Regions from separate parts of the Oryctolagus cuniculus genome. Here region 1 is linked to region 2. A link is a contact called in public Micro-C data. All regions are on one chromosome and are shown on one strand. The core of a region is the stretch at or near the end of the contact, and the rest is flanking DNA. Distances in the headings are between cores, read along the strand shown. Region 1 has its middle 96 kb from the start of TRIL. Region 2 has its middle 19 kb from the start of CREB5.

Region 1 (5,478 bases), core at 8-2,507, 490 kb before region 2:
CTAACTTAGCAGATCTGGAGCCCAAATAAGCGAGGAAACCCAGGCTGCTCTGTCTAGTTGCCTCTCTATAGTTTATGGTCTTGTGCCTCCCCCCAGCAGACATTCAGAAAATACTGATTGACTGACAGCTGGCAAGGATGCAGGCAGAGATCTGGCACTTGGAATTTCCTTAATATTTTTTTTCCGATGTAGGCTACGTGGGTTGCATTAGCTAGAGTTCAACCAGAGACTCACTCATTCACTCACTCACTCACTCACTCACTCACTCATCTATCTATCCATCCATCCATTTATCTATTTATTTATTTATCCATATCTATCTATCTATTCATCATATATCCAGAGGTTTATTACAAGGAATTGGTTTATACTGTTGTGAGAGCTGGCTGAGCAAGTCCAAAAATCAGAGGGCAGGCAGTCAGAAAGAGGAGGTCACCAGCAGAGTGGGCATGACTGCCACTATGGTCCACAGGAAGAATCTCTCTCTTTCTCTCTCTCTCTCTCACCTGTTTTCAGAGCCTCCAGCTGATCACATCAGACCCTCCCACATTATTCGATGTAATTTCCCTTCTGTTCAACTGATTAGTGAAGTTAATGACACCTGCAAACCCATTCCCCGGGCAGCAAGGTTAGCATCTCATGGAATAACTGGAGACTTGAGCTTAGTCAAGTTGATGCGCCAAAAAAGCCATCCCCATTGTAGTACAGCAGTTTCTGTAACCTCGGTATCCCATATGAGTGCTGGTTCAAGTCCCTGCTCTTCCACTTCCCATTGAGCTCCAGGCTAATGCGCCTAGGAAAGCAACAGAAGATGGCCCAAGGTCTTGGGCTCCTGCCACCCCACGTGGAGACCAGAAGTTCCAGGCTCCGTGCCCATTCCTGGTTGTTGTAGCCATTTGGGGAATGAACCTGCAGATGGAAGATATCTCTCTGTGTGTAACTTTGCCTTTCAAATAAATAAATCTTAAAAAAAAAAAGGAAACCATTCCGTGGGGTTGAGAATCATATGCTGCAAACCCTGCGCACTAGTAAAGATAAGAACAGGTGTGGTGTGTGGAGGGAGGCAGCCCGAGCCAGCACATGGTTTTCCTTCTGCACTTGAGGTCTTGCAAGCTTGGCTGGGAAGGTGACTGGTGTCTTAACACATTGTGCGGGGAACACCAGGGCCTGAGGTTGGGCAGTGAGAAGCTCCTGTCCCGGCAGAGCCGCCCAGGCTGTGTTTTCCTGCAATAGCCAAAGCCACAGCACAGCGCCAGGCTGTGCACTGTTTGCCTTCCCGGCTCCCGGCGCCACGTGGATCTCCCCCGCGCGGCGCCAGAGGGCGCCCGAGCCGAGCGCAATGCTGCGGGGCTCCGGGAGCAGAGCAGCAGGTGCTATGGGGCCGGATCCACTGCCTCCCTTCCTGGGACACCCTTGTGCGTATGTTGTCACGGGGAGACGGACCCCAGGAGCAAGTATCGGGTCGGTTGGGCGAGGAGGTGGCTGCTTCCTGCCCGCTCGACCCCTTCCTCTCAGCCGTGACATCTGCGGGCGACTCAGCGTTGGGGCTTCGCGAGTCACGCAGCCCCGGGAGCGCAGGGCTCGGCGTCCGTGTCCTGGCTGTGGCACTTTTGGCAGCATCTGTATCTTCCTCGCATTGTGAGCCCTTAAAGAAGCAGGTCGTGGCTGTAGTGGCCGTTCTGTTGCTTAAGTATGCAGGGTCAAAACAGCTGCTTGGCTAATGTGGCCACTGCACGCGCAGTGTGCACGCGCAGGGTCAAACGTGGTGTTCTTCAGAGCGACAGGCGCCTGGGGTGGAAGGGAAGTCGCAGCAGGACTGTCACCAAGGCGTTAGTTCACAGGGTCGCTGGCCTGGCTCCCTTCTCTGACCCAGAACAACCAGAGTGGATGGGGGGCTGGACACGATGGGGCGCCTCTGCGCGCAGCATCACAGTTTGCACAATCGCGACTTTGTGACACTCGGCCGGACCGTGGAGGGAACAGGTGCGGTGCGCTGGATGGAGATCCCCTTGGTGGCATCAGTCTGTGCGTGGTTTCGAGGACTCTGACAGCCCACGAGTGTCTCAGGTGTCACGAAGCTTCTTGGATTTCCTCATGATCCTCGGCCTGGATTCATTAAGGCATGGCACCGAGCACAGAGAATCCCACGTGCAGCTAACCCTGAACTTTAAATGTGGCAGTGGGAGGTGGGGTCCCAGCTGTCAGGGGTTTGTGGCCTGTGAATGGGAAATGTAGGAAGATGTTGCCTTTGACTATCAGACCAGGAAGCACCAGGTGGTTATTGTTGCCCTTTTTTTTTTTTTCTTTCAAGAAACAATGATTTCAACCTTCCCTTCCCAGATCTCTCCTCATAGACTTTGATTAAATACGCAGTATCTTTCCTGATTGGCAAGATTTTTTGAAAGATCTTGCTATTGTCTGTTACAAAAAGGTCAACCCTTGTATTTGTGATTTTTTTTTCCTTGTTGAAATTGTAGACCCACGTTAAGGATTTTCCTGTTCTTTATAAACATGGCCACAGCCCCATAACTTCCTTTATTTGCAATCAGTTTATCCCGTGGTTAACAAAGAACGGTTCAGAGAAAAAAAAAGTGCCCTCGTGAAATTCAGTAATTCTTTATAAAAAGAAAAAAGGGTCTTTTATACGCGTCTTTTATATGCATTGAATATATAACCACGGTGTGTACCTGGTAAAGTTGATTTCTGCTGACTATGGAGCGCAGGTAAATCAACATCGAGTCCATAGCACATTATAAGTACACTTTATTGGGTTTTACCTTCAGGTAAAGGCTTCTATTAAGAATATACAAGTGGCTGCATACCTAGCCTGCCTTGTTTTCCACAGGATTGTATACATAATCTCTCCTTTTACATTTCTTTAATCAAAGCTTGCTATATTGAATACATTTAATTGGAATCCAGTGGTTATAAATATAAAACGTTTACTGCTGCAGAGAAGTTGTGATTGCTACTTTCCATTAGCAGTTGTTGTCGAGGAAAGCCTCCAACAGCATATTTGCATTCAGACAAGAACTGACTTGGGCAAACAGGTGATGCTTTCAACTGCACAAATATATTATTTCCCATAAATATTCCTAATGAAAGAGGTGGTCTGTCTCAGAGGAAGTAGCTGCAATGAAGACTTTTAAATAATCAAGGGGGGAAAATGTTCCCCACCTCGATAAATGTGTGTATGAGGGCTTGCAGGGTGAGTTATGAGGTGTGGAAAGGTGAAGTCTAGAAAACTGTGGCCTGGTACGCAGTGAAGGCACCACCACAGATGCGTCGCACATGGCACCCATGAAGCAAGGCCCTTCTTTCCACCATGCTGTTTCCTTGTCTTCTTGCCCCACAAAGGAGAGATGAGGGGGTTTGGTGCGGGTGTTAAGACGTTCTGCTTCTGAGTGCCTGGTTTTAGTCCCAGCTCCTCTGCTTTCGGTCCAGCTTCCTGCTAATGTGCACCCTGGGGGCAGCTGGTGATGGCTCCAGAACTTGGTCCCTGCCACACTCACGTGGGAGACCCCATGGAGTTAGTTCTATGCTCCTGAATTTGGTCTGATCCAGTCCTGTCGCTCCCCGTCTTCATGGAGGAGCAACACAGGACCCTGCGCTGTTCTTTCGTCTGCTCGGCCCTCCCCGGGTTTGCTGCTGGTTCTTCCCGGGTTGGCTACTATCCCTTCCACCTCCGTGGAAGGGCAGTTCCCCCTGGCCACATTCCCCACTTCCGCAGGGGAGCGGCACACCGCTGGCCGGCTTTCTCGGGGGGCTGCACAGGTGTTCCCCTTAGATGTTCCCCATAGATGTTCCTCGTGCATGCCGTCTCTCTCCTCCTTTATAGTCCTCCTCCGCCAATCCTAACTCGGCTGCCCACACGCCGAGTACGCTGCTCTCCTCCAATCAGGAGCAAGTCCTACAGTTTATTAGTTGAACTGGAGGCAGCTGTGCGGAAGCTGTTTTCTTCTCTCCCAGCGCCATATTGTGGGAGAGCAGATGCATAGAATAAGTCTTAATTCCAGTAACTCAGTCTAGTCCGGTTGCTCCCCACACAGTCCCAGCTGTTGCCTGCATTTGAGGAGTGAACCAGAGGTTAAAGATCTCTGTCTCTGCTTTTCAAATAAAATGAAAAGAAATATTAAGAAAAATTTAAAGGAGAAATAAACTCAAATACGAAGAAGGGGTGTTTAGCCTTAAGATACGACTTTACTGGGAAACAATAAAGAGAAACACTAATACTGCTAAACAAAAGTAAAATCTAAGAACTCTGATTCTGAGAATATTTTATTCATCCTCATACAATGTTTAACTATCAATTTGGACTTCATTAGTTAACAACAAAAGTCAAAATAAGAAGTACGCTTTAAAGAGGGTTTTGTTGCCTTTTTATGATTTTGCGATTCAAGAAGGGCTTCATTTCTTAACTGTAGGTCTCGAGCTAGCCTGCAAATGGGTGTGTTTACACCACTGGCCGAGTCCTAAGTAACAAGTCGGGTTCTGTGTCTCATAGACGGCAGACTTCTGACTTCATACAGGAACGCCCTGGGTCCCGCAGGCAGAGGTCTAAATCTAGAGTGTTCTAATACGTAATTTCAGCCCATCCTTAGGGTGGGTTAAGGGCAATGAATATCTTTATGTTTGTTAGTGTTGCTATGCTTTGGTAAATTCTTAACAAATGTAATGCACTCTGTGTGTGTGTGTGTGTGTGTATTTGCCTGTATGTGATAGAGACAGAGACAGAGATAGAAAGAGACAGATAGAGCAATGGGTAGGGAGCAGAGTCATTGGTGATATGGGAAATTTATTTATTTATTTATTTGACAGGCAGAGTTAGTGAGAGAGAGACAGAGAGAAAGATCTTCCTTCCATTGGTTCACTCCCCAAATACCCGCTGGCCAATGCTGCACAGATCCAAAGCCAAGAGCCGGGAGCTTCTTCCTGGTCTCCCACGTGGGTGCAGGGACCAAGCACTTGGGCCATCTTCTACTGCTTTCCCAGGCCACAGCAGAGAGCTGGACTGGAAGAAGAGCAACTGGGACAGAATCCAGTGCCCATATGGGATGCCAGCGGAGGATTAACCAAGTGAGCCATGGTGCTGGCCTGGGAAATTTCTATCACCTTTATCACAATGAATTGAAAGAAGCAGAATACTACAGGGATGTGAGTCCCTTCTTTTTCAAAGATGGTGATAGTGGAGAAGACTGTTCTGTCCCATTATTGCTCTGATGCAGCTATGAACAATGTGCAGTGTATAATGAGTGGCTGACTCCACATATATGAAACTCACAGATTGAAAACTAAAAATACTCCAAGATAAATGTGTGTGCACACACGTGTTCACTCTTTAGATATCATCTCTGTTGGCTGACAATAAAAATGTGATGGGCGTCTCCTTCATGGTTGCATCCCAGTGTTATTCCTGTGCAAAATTAATGCCTCTGCATAATGAATGTAATTCAATGACAGTGGCAAAAAAATACTAAT
Region 2 (5,352 bases), core at 2,043-4,542:
CCAGCACTGTGGCGAAGCCAGTAAGGCTGCAGCCTGCAGTGCTGCCATCCCATGTGGGCATGGGTTCAAGTCCCAGCTGTTCCACTTCTGACCCAGCTCTCTGCTATAGCCTGGGAAAGCAGTAAAAGATGGCCCAAGTCCTTGGGCCCCTGTACCCATGTGGGAGATCTGGAAGAAGCTCCTGGCTCCTGGCTTTGGATCGGTGCTCCAGCTGTTTGCAGCCATCTGGGGAGTGAACCAGTGGATGGAAGACCTCTCTCTCTCTTTCTCTCTCTCAAACTCTGCCTTTCAAATAAATAAATAAATCTTAAAAAAAAATCCAACAGGAAGGAGATCAGAACCCATGATCATCACCGGAAATAGAAGTTGAAATGGGTGAAGAAATGTGTACAAGTCTAACAGAGAGGAGGGGTAGGAGGAGAGATATTTGGTCTGAAACCTGAGCTTACTTCTTACTTCTGATCTTACAGAGGATCGGGATGCAAGCATTGTGAATGGAGAGTCAGACCCACAGGCAAGAACTGAAGTTTCTGCAATGCAATGCATCGCTACTTTGTGGGTTGAGAGAGGCTGCTTTAATCAACAAGGACAGACGAGTAGACAAAGAGAGTCTGCAGAGGCAGTTGAGCTGGCCCGGCTGACGCTGAAATTGTGTCACGAGACAGACACGGTCTGAGTTATGGGAGTGAGGTGTCACCAGTACCTAGCAAATCTCCTCACCTCTCCTGGCCTCCTTTTCTGCGCTTGGAGAAATGAGCATTTGGCTGAACCACAAGACCACTCTCTACTGAGATGCTAAGAACTGAGGGTGGAGGTGCAGGGGAAATATTGATCTACCATCAGTCAGCGGCAAGAGTGAATGAGAAAGGGTGGAACCCTACAAGAGTGCTATCGAGTAACCTGTGAGATGTAACCCCACTAAACCAGGGCTGTCCAAGGCTGGGCCACACCACGGAGAATGCACCTGCTCCTTCGCGGGCATCCAAGAAGAGGCCATCATGGCCTAGTGACCAGGGGCCAGGTTCTTCTGAAGCTTGGTGCAGCCCATCCAGTCGAGAGTGGGGACAAGAAGGAGGCTCCCTGCTGCTCCTACAGCTGCTGGGAAGCAGACCCCCAAGCAGACAAGAAAAGTGCTCCTTAATATCCAGAAAAGAAACAGCACTGAGATGGGGGGAGGGAGGCGGAGATGGGAGATGCTTTGTTCTGCTACTTAGTGAGAAGAGCCGTGTGCATGTGTGTGTGTGTGATCCTTTCTGGGGGCCACCAGGATACTCAGATTGAGGTGAGACCAGACCTATAGGCGACTGAAACCAACAGCCAGGAGAGGGAGGACCACTGACCCCAGAACCGGAGTAGCCTTCGTACAACACCAAAGCCATGGTGGCACAGGTGCTTCACCGAGCAATCCTTCCATGGGCACTTGATTGGCCTCCAGCTATTTCATGCTTTCATTAAGTCACAAAGTACAAAGATACTGTGACTGCAAGTTTTACTTGCTTGCAGGATTATTCTCAGAGAGCGCAGTTCCACGGCCCCCAGTGGCCTCTGCGGAGCTGCGAAGGCTTTGTGAGCAGGGAGGGAAGCGGGAGATAAAGCAAAACCATGCGTCAAGTGTTTTTGTGCCGGGCACCGTGCGGGGCGGGGGGGTCTCTCACCAGGTGGGTGTCTACAAGTTCATGGAAATACGTATTATGCAAACACTGTGTGTGTGCACCTCAAAATGGCTTGCACCAACATAAACTAATCTTGCAGTTCCATTTTTCCCACGATTTGTTGGAGGACCCTTCTGCATCATAAGCTCATTGGCAGTACACAGCCTACTCGCAGGTAGGGGTGGGTGCACCATCTTCTTACCAAGGAGGGTAGTGTGTAACGCCCCAGGGGACATGTAAAGTGCCCTGACTGACATCCACCAACACTGGTGAATGGAAACATCTCGGTCAAATTCTGACCTCACAGTACATCTTAAATAAAACAGGAAACCGGTGATGCTATGAACATGACTCTTTTAACCTAAAATTTTTTACTGAACAAAACTAACAGCAGATGCATTAAGTAGATATCTAGCAAATAGTTTTCTTTTTTTTATTTAAAAATGTCTATAAAATAGAGTTATTAACAGAGACTAAGACATTCCAGCGAGGCTAGCAGGAGGAATGCCCTACAACCTTGTGTGATGTTCAGTCCTTCTTTCAAAGAGTTAAAAATGCATAAAGAAAGTCTAAGCTGGAGTCCGAATCATAAACTTGACTTGAACTCTGTTGTCAATTGCCAGGGAAAGCATTCCAGACTCTCCGAAACAGATTTTTTTTTTCTTTCTTTCATAGCATCGAGAAGATGCCGGAGGCCGCCAGGCTCCTGGTATGTAAATTGTAGCCATCAGGAGGAAACCCCACTATCTTTCCAGGGGTGTTTCACAGCCCCTTCTCCTGGAGTCCTGTAAAACGCTGCCACAGGCCACGGGCCAAAGGGCAGAGGGGACGCTGGTGGTCTGAGATCAACAGAGAGACGCGGTGGAGAAAAAAAGCACTTTGCCCAAACCCCAAGGTTAAAAATAATAGAAGAGGAAGAGAGACGGTCAGTCGGCCCCTACAAAAGCGACACCGCGGCCTCCAACCCGGACAATTCCTTCTCCAAGCAAGAGTGGGCAGCCGCATATTTCATTTCTGGCTTACTAAGGTTATTAACAGCTTCTTTTTAAGACCAGCAAAATGATGTTTTCTGTGAAGGTTTGCCGATAAGCATTAGTGTGGGGAAGAATCATGTGCCTCTTTCTAAACAGGCTGCACAGTAGAATAAAACGCTATCTCCATGCGCTTTCACACAGCAGAGCAATTAATTAAGTTATCTCCGCGAACACTGTTCTTGCTGAAACTTATTAAAAGTCTGATTCATCACCAAAGCCCCAGGCCATCACCAATTGCCTCATCATAATATAAAAGAAAAATAAGCTATGGTTATGTACTCATTTAATATCCTAAGAAGGTCCTCTTTGCCCTCTGTCTTTGTTTGAAAATATCTCTATTAAGAGTTTAAGAGAGAGAGAGAGAGAGAAATCCTTCTCCTTGACATGAAATATGTCATGGCGGGAGGCTGTGGGAGTCAATTACAGAGCCTCGGGGATAGCAGATTAAGAGGAGAAGCTGCGCTTTCTCAAAGACACACAAATCATTCACCACGGAGCACAACAGGGCATACAGTGTGTTATCGATGCACCATTGTTAGCACAGCCCGGAGGAGGGGCTGCTCATTAAATAATGAAAGGGGGAAGGGGGGGACGCTCAGGCTCCGGCGTCCACCGAGCCAGCAGAGAGACGCTGGTTTCAAAAATATTCAACAGCTTACTAGCTCTTAGTCTGCCTGGGCTTTGGGTTTAAATTCGGGCTCCCAGATATCACTCTAATGGACTTCTAAGCGGAGGCTGTAGTTTACGAACTTTGTCCCCCCCCGCCCCGCCCCCGCCGCATATTTAGTGCTGTTTGGCCATATCAATAGCGCCCTCTACAGGAAGTTTCAGACTCACGGTTTCTTTCTTAAATTTGAAAAAAAGGCTAAGTGAGGTGAACATCATTTGAGAACAAGATTAAACTGGAGCAAACTCTGGAATGTTCACGGTACTTTCACTTCATGCGAAAATCTAGGAATATGGTGTGAAGCAATGCGGAATCGCGCTGGTAGCCCTAGATTATTGTGTATTTGTGTGTGTACATTTATTTTTGTTGATGAGGTTTGTTAGCGCCAGATCATATGAGAGAGGAACATTGAAACTCCTCATTGGTCTTTTTTTTTTTTTCTTTATATTGGAATTTCAGAAACACAACTGTGTTCCCTACTCTGAAATTTGCTGGTCACCATGTTATACTGCAATACTCAAATTCCTTTTAAGATGCAAATAGAGCTTACTTTTTGAAAACGTGTAAGTAACTAATGTACTTGCAAATTACACTCCTAATATAGGCACATATTGGGCTTAATTTGAGACTTTTACACTGGACAAAGTTCTGACGGTGTTGATGAGCTGAGCCTGTGTGAACCTCACAGCTCCTCTCCGTGACAAGTGCTTTGCAATCCACACTCAGAAGCTGGAATGTGCTGGAAGAAAGAGCTACAACTCAATTTTCGACTCCTGTCACCGCAGCCTTGAACATCAGGGAAGCAGGTTTCTTATCTCTCAGCTGTAATACATCAAATGACCTTGTGACAGCGATTTAATCTCACCTTATTTTCTCAAGTTATCACAATTTGTGGGAAATTTACTTCTGATTCCAGAGATGCCTCAAGAGTTATGAGGAGTGACACAACAAATGCCAGCCCTAAGAGCTGAGGCTTCGTTCCTTTGCGTGATCGATGCCGACGTGAGCGAGTTCAGCCCCTCCGCTCCAGTTTCCAGTTTTCTGCGTGTTTTTAAAGCCCATTAATTGAGCTGAGCCTTAGTTTCTTTACCAGAAAAACTAACGAAAAACTTCTGTGTGGAAAAATACTTGGAATTAAGTACCTAGAAATGCTGGATGCAATATAATCAATATCTTTTTAGTAGTTCAGCTCATGAGAAAAGAAGGGTAAACACATAGTTGCGCTCCCGAGAGCTGGAGAGCAGGTGCTTAGCTGGGATCCCGGGATGCCCTGGAGGCAGCTGCCAATCGTGAGACCCAAGAGGCTTGGATTTTATGGTCACCCTGGGACCAGCGCAAGATGGGGAATCTGGACTGAGACTTCACACAAAGCCAAGGCAATGGAGGGGCACGCCTTCCACATGTACCTCCGAGAGAGAAGTCGTACAGGCCAAGTCATAACCATGGGCCTGTCCTTCAAAGACGTGGAGTGAAAAGGATGCTGCCTGTGCAAGCTGGGGAATGTCACAGCAAGAGATGAAGAGGGCCGGCGCCGCGGCTCACTAGGCTAATCCTCCGCCTAGCGGCGCCGGCACACCAGGTTCTAGTCCCGGTCGGGGCGCCGGATTCTGTCCCGGTTGCCCCTTTTCCAGGCCAGCCCTCTGCTGTGGCCAGGGAGTGCAGTGGAGGATGGCCCAGGTGCTTGGGCCCTGCACCCCATGGGAGACCAGGAAAAGCACCTGGCTCCTGGCTCCTGCCATCAGATCAGCGCGGTGCGCCGGCCACAGCGCGCCGGCCGCGGCGGCCATTGGAGGGTGAACCAACGGCAAAGGAAGACCTTTCTCTCTGTCTCTCTCTCTCACTGTCCACTCTGCCTGTCAAAAAAAAAAAAAAAAAAAAAAAAAAAAAAAAAGAGAGAGAGAGATGAAGAGAACATGGACCCAGCATCTCTCTCACAGACTCACCCTCCCCTCCCCTGTGGCAGGATTCCTCCTGACAGAGCTGCAAAGAAACCTAAAAT

What was found. A called contact is a pair of places that touch in the nucleus more often than the background predicts.
Region 1: a contact with region 2 is called in a Micro-C map of ear pinna, with 12 times the contacts expected there. The contact joins two enhancer-like sites. A contact is called at or near these places in 4 of 6 Hi-C or Micro-C datasets (ear pinna, psoas muscle, skin fibroblasts and 1 more).

What each region holds. Positions count from the first base shown.
Region 1 is chr16:20,433,925-20,439,402 of mOryCun1.1, reverse strand. No RefSeq gene overlaps it. Among named protein-coding and RNA genes, the nearest start is that of TRIL, 96 kb to the left of the region's middle. Within about 2 kb of position 1,257, at least 1 of the 8 cell types and tissues checked has an H3K27ac peak or open chromatin away from gene starts, as enhancers often do.
Region 2 is chr16:19,949,996-19,955,347 of mOryCun1.1, reverse strand. No RefSeq gene overlaps it. Among named protein-coding and RNA genes, the nearest start is that of CREB5, 19 kb to the left of the region's middle. Within about 2 kb of position 3,292, at least 1 of the 8 cell types and tissues checked has an H3K27ac peak or open chromatin away from gene starts, as enhancers often do.